Linked DNA regions of Hordeum vulgare: all the other regions are linked to region 2. A link is a contact called in public Hi-C data. All regions are on one chromosome and are shown on one strand. The core of a region is the stretch at or near the end of the contact, and the rest is flanking DNA. Distances in the headings are between cores, read along the strand shown.

Region 1 (3,783 bases), core at 667-3,166, 380 kb after region 2:
ACATCCATCAGGAGTGCCGAGCACGCTACATGTGGCACAGGATGGGCGTACCACTTGATGCACTCGCATGCCAAGAAAGTGATCCTTGGAGGGCTCCCGCAAAGGGTAATCCTTGGATAGTTGCTTCCGAAGAAGTGCATAGGAAGGGGTTGATTGAGGGAGCTCCTCTTTCTTTGACGCTTCTCAATGCTGAAAAGTGAGGAAACAAGCGATGCTTAAAATGATAACAACCATTTTTTTTCTTGTTACTCTTTTTGGCAGTTTTCCTTTGTTTTTAGGCATTATTTTTGTTCAGTGTTGATAAATGAAGAATATTTTTTCACAATTGAAAGTTTTTTCAAAAAAGCATACATTTTTTTAAATGGTGTGCACATTGTTTGAATTTTTTGAACATATGTGAATTTTTTGAAGATCATTAAAGATCGTAAGCAATTTTAAACTTTGAGAATTTTCTAAAATAAAATAAAATATACAAACATTTTTGGATCCTTCCATAAGAGACAATATATGAAAAATCACAAGAGCCAAAAAACTGAAATAAACCGAGGATCCAAGGGACATAACCTGGCCAAATGGGCTGACTGACCCGTTAAGTTGTTGTATCAGTTGGCTTTGTGCTATTGGGTGCCGATATGACTCGTCATGAATTTGAGAAGGAGTTTCATACAAATTGGAAAAGGTTCGTGGAAATGAAAAAGGTTCATCGATGTTAAAAAAGGATCATCGGTTTTTAAAAGAGTTCTTCATATTTGAAAAACTAAGTTCATCAAATTTAAAAATACTTCATAAATTTAGGAAAAAGTCCATCTACTCTTAAAAAAGTTGACCGAATTTTCAAAATGTTCACGAATTTTGAAAAAAGTCCATAAGATTTGAAAAACGTTCATCGGATTTGGAAAAAGTTCATCTAATTGAAAAAACTTCTTCGGGTTTGAAAAAAGTTCATCAATTTTTTTAAAGTCCATCAATTTAAAAAAGTAGTTCACAAAAATTGAAAAGTGTTCACAATTTTTTTTAAAACAGTCCATCAATTTTAAAAAAAGTTTATCATATTTGAAATAGTTCATTAAATTTGAAAAAGGTTCATAGATTTTGAAAATTAGTTCATCAATTTAAAAAAAAGTTCACAAAACTGAAAAAAGTTCTTCAATTTTATAAAATAGTTCATCCAATTTGAAAAAAGTTCATTCAATTTGAAAAAGGTTCATAGAATTAGAAAAAAAGTTCATCATATTTGAGAAAATTTCATCATAATTAGAAATAGTTCATCAGATCCAAAACAAATTCATCGATTTTGAAACAAGTTCAGCGGATACGAAAAAAATTCATCAATTTTGAAAAAAGTTCAGCGGGTTTGGAAAATAGGTTCATGGGATCCCAAAAAATTTCATCGATTTTGAAAAAAGTTCAGCAGATTTGGAAAATAGTTTCATTGATTTGAAAACAGTTCATAAAATAATGGAAAAAATATAACAGATTTTAAATAAAAATTAAATAGTTTTTTTAAAGTTCTTCAAATTGAAAAAACTTCATTGAATTTGAAACTTTTCAAAGATTTGAAGAAAAGGTTCACGTATTTGCAAGATAGATTATTGACCCAGTAAGAAGAAAAAAGGAAAAATAGAAAAGAAAAGGGAAAAGGCCAAACAAAACAAGTGAAAGAAAGAGAGAATGGAAGGGATAGAATAAAGGAAAGGAAGGGTTCGAATGATCGTCATCTTGTTGCTTGGCCTGGTGGTTTCCACAAGTGTGTAAAGAAGGAGGTCTTTGGTTTGAAACTCAACGGCGCGTGATTATTTTTGCGTATTAAAAATATAGAAGAATAACCACTCAAACAACTATATGGGCCGGTCCAGTGCACGATGCGCAAGGCGCCTGTTACCAAAAATACACATTAACGGGCGCCTGCAGCGCCAAATAGGATTTGCCCGATATGTCTCATCTAAAGCAAGACGACAGGAAGTCTCGCTAAAGGCAAGCTCCATAATGACCTGGCCCATCCTGCCGTTGTCCACATGACATATTCTCTTCTCTTTTTACGTATTATGTATTCGTTTTTCTTTACTTTATTTATATATTTGGATATTCCATATTCCATAAAATACTTTACGTAAAATATTTTAAAAAATGTTAATCATGCGTTCAAAAATTGCTTAATGTGTATCAAAAATTATTTCTCATGTATACAAAAATTATACAATGTGAAATGTATATAGAAAAATTGTAGACCCTGTATTTGAAGATATCAATACCAACATTTAAAAAAAGTTGAAGAAGTGTTAAAAATAAACTAGTATTTGAATTTTTTCAATGTGAATAAGAAAAAGTTTACTATGTTTTAAAAAGTTGTTAAACCTGTATTTGAAAAATGTTAAACGTGTATATAAAAATGTTGAACATGTATTAAATTGTTAAACTTCTTGCTTAAAAATGTTAAATATTTATACAAAAATGTTTTCCATGTACTCAGAAAAGTTAAACTTGTATTTGGAAAATGCAAAATCTGTATAGAAACAAATACTGACAATGTATTCAAAAAATGTTAAACTTTTCTTTGAATTTTTTTAAATGTGTATCAAAAAATTGTTATACTTTTACTTTAAAAAGGTTAAATGTGTAAAATAAAAGTTAAAAATGTATTAAAAATGTTAAACTTCTCTTTGATAAAAAGTTAATTGTGTATATAAGAAATATTGACCCTATATTAAAAAATGTTAAACTTTTATTTGAAAATGCTAGTTAAGCATTTGAAAACAATGTTAAAATTGTATAGAAAAGAAATGTTGACCATGTAATATTTTTTTTATTTGATATATGTAAAATGGTAACCAAGCATTTTAAAAATGTTAAATATGTGTTAAGAAAATGTTGATTGCCATTAAACTTGTATTTGAAAAATATTAAATATTACTGAAAAAATGGATTTGATATACCAAAAGTGTGTATAGAAAACACTGAAACCGAGAGAGGAAACAAAGTAAAATCGATTATAAATAAAAAAAGAAGCAAACAAAACCGAGGAAAAATGAAGAAAAGAAAAAAGCTAGTGAAAACAGCGAAAGAAACAAAGAAAAATTGAAAACATGATAGAAAGATTTTTTTTATAAAAACAGAAAAGACATGAAGAAAAAAACAAACTTGAAAAACCCCAGGGAAAACCAATAGAAAACTGCCTTATTTCCTGTAACGAGATTGCGCCCTTGTAGCAAAATACAAACCTGCTAGGTGACGCAGTGGTTAATTTGTTACTCCCTCTATCAACTAATGTACAATTGTTTAGATCACTAGAGTGGTGATCTAAACACTCTTATATAGTTGACAGAGGAAGTACATTGTAACTGTCGATCATGGGATAGAATCCTGCTCATGCCATTTTTGTAGTTTTGTAACTGTGCTATAGTGGGTCAGGGTAATTACTATAGATGCTTCACCGAGAGGAGCTTCCATCTTGCTTAATGGGAGATATAGTTCTCGCGGTGCCATTGGCCAAGATTACTTCGCACAAAGCAATAGGGGGATTCATCGACGAGGGGCCTCCTATTTGACTTGTTCCCTTCTATTTGACGCATTCTGCTTCAATTTGTCATCAAATCACACATAGGGATGGGACATGGGCTGGACAACGGGGGCATGCATGGAGCACTCCTGTCTAGTGATTTTTCTTTTGTTTTTCTCTTTGGTTTTCAAATTGTTTTCCTATGGAACTATTTGCTAATATAGATTTATTTTAAATTATCATTTTTAATGCGGATCTTTTTGAAACTTTGAGAACTATTTTGTGAA
Region 2 (3,809 bases), core at 963-3,462:
CTCATCAAGAGAAAACCACCTTTACTTGTCCTTTGGAATCTATGCTTATAGACGTATGTCTTTTGGACTATGCAATGCCCGTGCTACCTTTCAAAGATGTATGACTCCTATATTCTCTGATTTTTGTGGAAAGATTGTTGAGGTTTTCATGGATGATTTTTTCGTTTACGAAACTTCTTTTGATGATTACTTAAGCAACATTGATCGAGTTTTGCATAGATGTGAGAAAACTAACCTTGTCTTGAGTTGGGAGAAGTGTCACTTTATGGTAAATGAAGGTATTGTCTTGGTCAAAAAAAATCTGAATGAGGTATTGAGGTGGATAAGGCTAAAGTTGATGCAATTGAGAAGATGTCATGTTCTAAAGATATTAAAAGTATCCATAGTTTTCTTGGTCATGTTAGTTTCTATAGAAGGTTTCTTAAAGACTCCTCTAAAATTTCTAGACCTCTTACTAATTTATTACAAAAGGATGTTCCTTTCATTGTTGATAACGACTATGTAACAATCATTTAAAGCATGACCATTTTTTCAATCATGAGAACAAAATTTTGAAAAGGAGAAAAAAATTGAAAAACCCCGAAAAAAATTTGAAGCACGATTTTTTTTTTGAATTTTGAGCACAAAATTTAAAATTAAGAACAATTTTGAAAAAACGTTAACAAATTTGGTAACACGAATAATTTATTTAGACACGAACATTTTTTTCAATCTTAAAAACAAAATTTTGAAAAGGAGAACAATTTTGAAAAAAAAAACCCAAACAAATTTGAAAGCACGAACATTTTTTGAATTTTGAGAAAAAAAATTGAAACCGAGAACAATTCTGAAAAATCGTGAACAAATATGGAAGCGTGAACTATTTTTTAAATCACGAACATTTGTTAAATGTTGAGAATAAAATTTGGAACTAATAACAAATTTGAAAAAACCCAAGCAAATTTGGAAGCACGGATAAATTTTTAAAGCACGAACATTTTTTGAACTTTGAGAATAAATTTTAAAACTGAGAACAATTTTGAAAAATCCGGAACAAATTTGAAAGTGCGAACAATTTTTTAATACACACACAGTTTTGAATCTTAAGAATTGGTTTTGAAACTGAAAACGAATTTGAATCTTAAAAACAAAATTTTAAACCTAGAACAATTTTTGGAAAATAAAGAACATTTTATTTATACCGAGAACATTTTTTGAAAATCAAAATATATTTTTTGAAATTCTGGAACATTTTTTAAAACAGAAATAGAAAGGAAAAAAATAGAAAAGAATAAGGAAAAATGAAAAAGAAAACAAAAACGGCTCAAAAAACTTTATAGAAGTTTCCCAAAACCGAAAAAGCGACTGAGAACATTCCCAAAACCGGGCTCTATAGCCCCGCTACCTGGGCCCACCCGATCACCCGCCAGCTTTGTGCGAAGGTTCGACACCGCTTCGCACAGAGAGGTTAATAGGGTTTTCCCTAGTCGGCGCCTTCAACGCCGATTAGCCAGCTTGTCGCCTGCACGTTTACAGTTCGGCCTGGTTTCAAGTCTGGCCCATTTCTGACTGTTTCGAGTTTGGCCTCTGCTAATTTTCTATTTCGTTCTACTGTTTATTACAAAAGTTCGTCAATTTAAAAAAAAAAGTTCATCGAATGGGAAAAGCTTCATTGGATTTGAAAAAATTCATAAAATTTGAGTTTTATATTCAATTAAATAAATTTTCATGAATTTTGACAAAAAACATCAAATTTAAAAAAGTTCAATAAATTTTAGAAAATTTATCGAATTTGAAAAACAATCATGAAAATTTGAAAAAGTTCATCAAATTTTAAAAATGTGCAATGAATTTGAAAAATGTTAATCAAATTTAATAAAAAGTTCATCAAATTTTAATAGAGTTCACTACATGTGATAGAAGTTTCTCTAAATTATTTAATAAAGACATTCATAAATTTGGAATAAAATACGAACTTTAAAAAAAAATCACGCATTAAAATAGAAGATAAAATGAAAAGGTAAAACCCGAATAAAACGGCCCGCAAATGATCAGCAAATCAGGTTAAAATGGCTTGGGAGGCTTATGAAAGCTTACTAAAATTGAAGGATTCCCGATACCGAAAAAACAAATAAAAATAAAAAACACATGTTTGTAACCGGTGGTCGTCAATATCGTAGTGGTGGGTGTCGCTTGTGCCCTTTTTTCAAACGTTTTAGCGAATAATATGGACAAGAGATGTCCGGCCCATCTATTACCAGTGGAGGCATGCGTTACGGTATCCGTTTGTGAATGGGTGCATAAGCGTCAGAGGAAATCTCTCACGTGTGCCGCTTTTGTTTTGTTCTCTACTATTTTTCCTTTCATATTTTCTGATTATGATTTATCTTTTCTATTTGTTTTAATTTATATTTTATCTATGGGTTTTTTTTATTTTTTACTTTTTAATTTTATTTTCCTAATTTTAGTACTTTACTATTAAATTTTTTAAAATATAAACATTTTACTTTCTTTGTTTTTAAATATAAAACCTTTTAGAAATTTAATTATTAAATACGGAGCAAAATGAGTGAATCTATATTCTAAAATATATCTATATACATTCGTATATAGCCCATAGTAAAATCTCTAAAAGATCTTATATGTAGGAACAGATAGAGATAGCATAGAGTCAATATTTTTCAAATACATATTGGAGATTTTTTAATATACAATGATTTTTCACATATAGTGATTTTTAAATATGTATTGAAAATTTATACGATGAACTTTTTTAATGTACTGAACTTCTTTTAAATTCCCTCCGTTCGAAAATACCTGTCGCGCAAATGGATACAAATGGATGTATCTAGAATTAAAATACATCTAGATACATCCATTCATATGACAAGTATTTTTGGACGGAGGGAGTATATACTAGAAAAAGGCCATTCCTTGCAACGGGATAACAAAATCATGGTTTTTAAATAATGTTTCAAATATTCACACTCTATGTGTATACATGTACTTGAATATTTGTGTACCAAGCGACGAGCATGCGGATGTAAGACATGTGCCTTCTAAGATTCTAATATGTTCATATTGGATCGATGTTGGACTTAATCCTGGATGCGTGTATTTTTTCTTCTTTTTGAGTACATCATCGGTGCGTGCATGAGAATAGTACGGAGGAACGCTCGTCTTTTTTGATTTTATTGTTGGTCAGGTGGGTAATTACTTTGACTTTAGGGTAACTTTTGATGACGGACGAAATATTCAGAGAAAAATAAATAACAAATGGTTGTTTCCACTTACGGGTGGGGGGGGGGGGTGGTTAACCTATTTCACTTTCAGGGACAGTTTCATTGATAACAGAAAAATCATAAAAACAATTAATGAAGAGTTTTTTTCACTTGTGGGTGGCATGATGAATAATTTCCTTCAACTTTATGGATAGCTTATTATTATTATTATTATTATTATTATTATTATGTATAGATAGTGATTTTCTAATGTGTACTGAAGTTTATTCACATACCATGAATAAAATTTTATATTATACTTTCTCTGTCTGAAAATACTTCTTATAAGAATGGATGTATTTAGATGTATTTTAATTTTAGATACATCCTTTTTTATCCATGTGTGACAAGTAATTCCAGACGGATGGAGTATACAGACTCGAGTTTTTCCAAAACACATAGTGACAATTGTTTTCTAATATATTTTTCTAAATATGTTCTAATTATTTATGTTTCAGCTGTCATCCTTCGTGAAAGTGTTGTACATGTTCAATATTTGATGTCCACTGGTTTTCTCGGGCATATGGAGTATGCACCCATTCACAAACG
Region 3 (4,156 bases), core at 371-2,870, 360 kb after region 2:
GACTCGTCGGGAGAAGCGACGGCGAGGCCTACAGAGCAGGCGGAGATGGGGCTCAATGCCGCGGAAGCTTCCACGAGGGTAAGCTCCACGGGCGTGGTGATCAGTCCGGACGCGATGCATCCGACGGAGTTGGTGAGGGGTTCCGCCTGAAGCGTGACTCCGATCGGCGCTGCGGACGGCCCCATAATGGGCGCCAACTGTCGTCGTTTTCTCACGAGAGATACCATGGGGTGGCTAATCGTACGTGGTTGGGACCGTAAGAACGCTGACGGGCTCCGCAAATTGGATTGGGGACAAGCGGTGCGAGACACTCGATGTACCCAGCTTCGGGCCCTCCTTGAAAGGTAACACCCCTAGTCCTGCTTGTGTTGTTTGATAAACTGGATGAGGCTACCATATGCTCCTTGAGCTGTATGATGGAGGAACAAGAAGGAGTTGGGGGCTCTCTTTGCCTCTCGTGTGTGGTGTAAGTATGTGATCGGCCGACCCCCTGCATGGGATGGTATCAGGGGGTTTTATATGCCAGCTCATTGCTTACAATAAGTATAAAGGGTATCAGGTGGGACCCGGCTGGCAGCCTCTCGAGCTGGCCACGGGGCCCACCGGTTGGAGAAGTCTTGTCGCAAGTAGGGGCCCGTCGGCTGCTGGGTCCTGCCAGGAGCCGGGGCCCACCGGACACGCGTCGCCATTGGTGCGTGCTTCTTAAGCAGGGGTGTGCGCCGCATTCTGTGCGTTGTCTTGTGTAGCCGGCTTTGGTCAGTGATACGGTCGGCTGCACTGTTACCACGTCGTGCCGACTTCGTTGTAGTCATGTCTTTGATGATGATGCCCATGGCGCGGTTTGTCAGGGTGATGTGTTGGGGGCTGACCCGCCGGCTGGTGGGATGTAGTCGAGCCGGATGGAGAGCGGTCTTACCTAGCCGGCTCGACCGTGTAGCCGGCCATGAGCAACCGGTCCTTCATGAAAAAGCGGTCGTCGTGTATATGATTTTCAAAGGGGAACGGAGAAAGGCTTGCTTTTGACCTATCCGGGGTTATCCCGTCAACAATTAATCAAACAGTTTTTTTATATAAATGAGATAAGGCAAAAAATTTGTCTTCATTTAAAAAAAATAACGAATTTTCTCCAAGGAAAAAAAGGAGAGGTGACAGCATTCTCTCCCCAACCGCCCTCGCCACCGCGATCTGCACGAAGAAGCCCCCGGCCCACCGCCAAAAGCCATTCCATTCGCTTCGGTCGGGCGACGTCGGTGGAAGGGACAGATGGTTGACAATATACAGCCAGTGACCGCCGAGTGGCGAGCCTGCCGGCCGGGCACTGGTATCCTGTATCCGTCGGCGCCACTTAGCTCGTCTCACCCGCACTATGCGCCACTCGTTGGCCTGTCGGCGCAAATGCAGTGCATCGGAGCTTTGCTCTCACGAGAGACATGTTCCTTGTGCCGAATTCCGCACGACACGCGGAGCCGGCGGTAGGAAGCTGGAATTTTGCGTCCGCGGCGGCATGGCCGCCCGTCGCGTGGGAAATGATTCAGATGTTGCGCAAGGATAAACGCTGTTGCCTGGTCGGGGCCGGAACAGCGGCGGCCCGTGTCTAGATCGCGGCGCGCGGGGCGGGTGCTCTGCTCGGCAGTGGGTGTCACTGTTGACAGGTGCTCGGCGTCGCTCTCCTCTTTGTCACCGGACGTCGCCCTCTTTTTGATCCCATATGGAAGCAAAGGTACTGCTAATTTAGTGATGATTGGTGACAGAGTTACCCGTATACATCAGCTGTTTAACAGTACATAGTTAGCCATCTCAGTCTCGTGTTGCACATTTCTGATCATAGGAACGACAATGCTGACACTTGATACACAGGTAATGATGTACTAGTAGAATACTGATTGCATCTCTGCTGGCTTGTGCATAGCTACATCCATGCCATGCCAACTGTTAGTTATGACTTTGACACACTGTCCATCAACACATGCAGACTGGGATTCCTACTATGAATTGTACTCCTGGCACTGTACATGTAGCATCTGACAGATACACCGCCCATTACAGGCTCTCAGCATAACAAGGCGAGTGTAATACCCATTTTAAGCATAGTCACTAGTACTCTGATCAGCCGACTAAGTAGGCCCACAACATCGACCATTCTGATGCATGACTGATGAAATTAGGGCTAGCTGGTACATGCTCGCTAAACGATCAATAACTTATGAATTATTTGCATGTAAATAAGTGAATTAGTTATTCACATTACCTTTATAGATTCTTTATATGATGAACCCTTCGTAGCTACAACGATTACGATGGACCATTAGAAACTTTATCCCCAAGGAAGTCGTTAAAAAGTATGTTCACAAAGGAACATGCCATCATGTACCTCCGGCATCGAACACGGTATGCATGACACGTCGCGGGAGGAGACTCGTCGAAAGCGTGATATACAGGACACATCGGTGAAATCTTTTTTTTTTTTGACCCTAAACCCACACATCTGGAAGGGAACCTGTAAGGTGCGCGTAATAAGAAGAACAACGAAGAAAACGAGAAAGAACAAAACTAGGCTAGTGAAGGAAAGGTAAAAGATAAAAATGATAGATTGATTGATCGATTATCTGTTGTTCAAACCCCACATATATGAGGCAGTGGACTTCCCGTACAAGACTCCACGTCCCGTTTAGATCTTTGAAAATTACACGTAGACAACAATTATGTTTTGGGACCCACATGTCATATATGACCTCGAAACGAGATGACCCCAATAGCAAAATTGACACAAGATGAATAAAAAAACATTAGGGAAATGCTTCTGGCCGATGCGCCGGCCGAACCGTTCGGCCGGCCGGACGCGACCGCGCGGGCGTCCGCTGACTTGGCATGCAATTTTTTTCGTCTAAAATAATCGGTGTCATATTTGCTACGAGCGTTTTGTTTTGCTACATATGTCCGCTAAAAAAGCTGCATCCACGGTTGGTTGCAACTCCAGTTTGTCGGATTTTTCGTTACAATCGTTGTTTTTTACTTTTGCTACAACCGTGTTAATTTTTGCTACAACCGACATCATTTTTTGCTGCAATCGTTCACTCAAAAGTTGCATCCATGTCACGTAGATATTTGCTACAACCGGTGTTTGACTTTTGCTATCACGCACCATCAGCTTCGTTTTTCTATACGATCACATAGATATTTTTTTTGCTATATTTTTTGTTTTTTGTTGCAATCATTGAAAAAATTGCTGCATCACGCCGAAATTTGCTGCATCGGAGGAAAAAATATTGCATGGAGTTTCAATGGTGCGGACGATGCGGGGTTGGTGGATCGTGCGGCCGGGGCGCCGGCGCAGATCAGTCCCCAAAACCTCATGTTGAATTTTTTTCATTAGAGGTTGTCACTCAAAACAATGATGACTAGCTTCATGCATCAGACATGGGTATCCCAACGTCACTTTTTACTCGTGGCCGGGTCACTTTGAGATGCATGAATTATATTGCAAAATTATAACCTCTAATGCAAAATTATTTCAATATTATTTCAAGATTGAGATGCATGAATTATTTCAAAATTATTTCAAGATTGAGATAATTCAAATATCAAAATTATTTGCCTAAACAAGATGATGATTTTCAATATAGAACACTTCATCATCCAAAATGTTCCACGAGCAAAAACTTTCAGCACCTGGAACACTATTTTGGCCATCAAGTTAAACTCGGATGGATATGTCCCAAACATTAAAGTTTATTCGTTTTGATCATACAAGATTTTTCATGTTGCTCATTTCATTCTAGCCATGTTAATTGTATTTTCGTCCTTGCCATGATCTGATGTTAACACGTGCATCTCTAAAATTGTTATAATTTTTACGTTCATTTTCCGTTTTGGACCATCCACATATATCTTGATCTTCAGGGAGAGGGCCATCCAATGGTGAATTACAATATTAAAATCAAACTCATCTTGGAATCAATTCGAGCCATTCTTTTGCTAATTTGCCATTTTTGAGTGTCAACACCGCTCGCGGCACCACCTGCATGTATAACTTCCTCATGGAGCCCCATCTCCCTCTTCGCACCCTATTTAGCCATGTGGCATGTCCATCCGCCGAAGAGGGGAACATGGGAGGGGCAAAGTAGGTGTTGTGGTGCGGGCAACACTTACAAAAGCG

The links. A called contact is a pair of places that touch in the nucleus more often than the background predicts.
Region 1: a Hi-C map of an unstated tissue shows a contact between it and region 2, with 10 times the contacts expected there. The contact joins two enhancer-like sites. A contact is called at or near these places in 2 of 6 Hi-C or Micro-C datasets (seedling and an unstated tissue).
Region 3: a contact with region 2 is called in a Hi-C map of leaf, with 4 times the contacts expected there. The contact joins two enhancer-like sites. A contact is called at or near these places in 2 of 6 Hi-C or Micro-C datasets (leaf and seedling).

The regions. Positions count from the first base shown.
Region 1 is chr6H:434,477,679-434,481,461 of MorexV3_pseudomolecules_assembly, reverse strand. No RefSeq gene overlaps it. Among protein-coding and RNA genes, the nearest start is that of LOC123402395, 100 kb to the right of the region's middle. Within about 2 kb of position 1,916, at least 2 of the 3 cell types and tissues checked have open chromatin away from gene starts, as enhancers often do.
Region 2 is chr6H:434,853,189-434,856,997 of MorexV3_pseudomolecules_assembly, reverse strand. No RefSeq gene overlaps it. Among protein-coding and RNA genes, the nearest start is that of LOC123403066, 140 kb to the right of the region's middle. Within about 2 kb of position 2,212, at least 2 of the 3 cell types and tissues checked have open chromatin away from gene starts, as enhancers often do. A contact at or near this core is called in leaf, where this site is marked.
Region 3 is chr6H:434,493,490-434,497,645 of MorexV3_pseudomolecules_assembly, reverse strand. No RefSeq gene overlaps it. Among protein-coding and RNA genes, the nearest start is that of LOC123402395, 120 kb to the right of the region's middle. Within about 2 kb of position 1,620, at least 3 of the 3 cell types and tissues checked have open chromatin away from gene starts, as enhancers often do. A contact at or near this core is called in leaf, where this site is marked.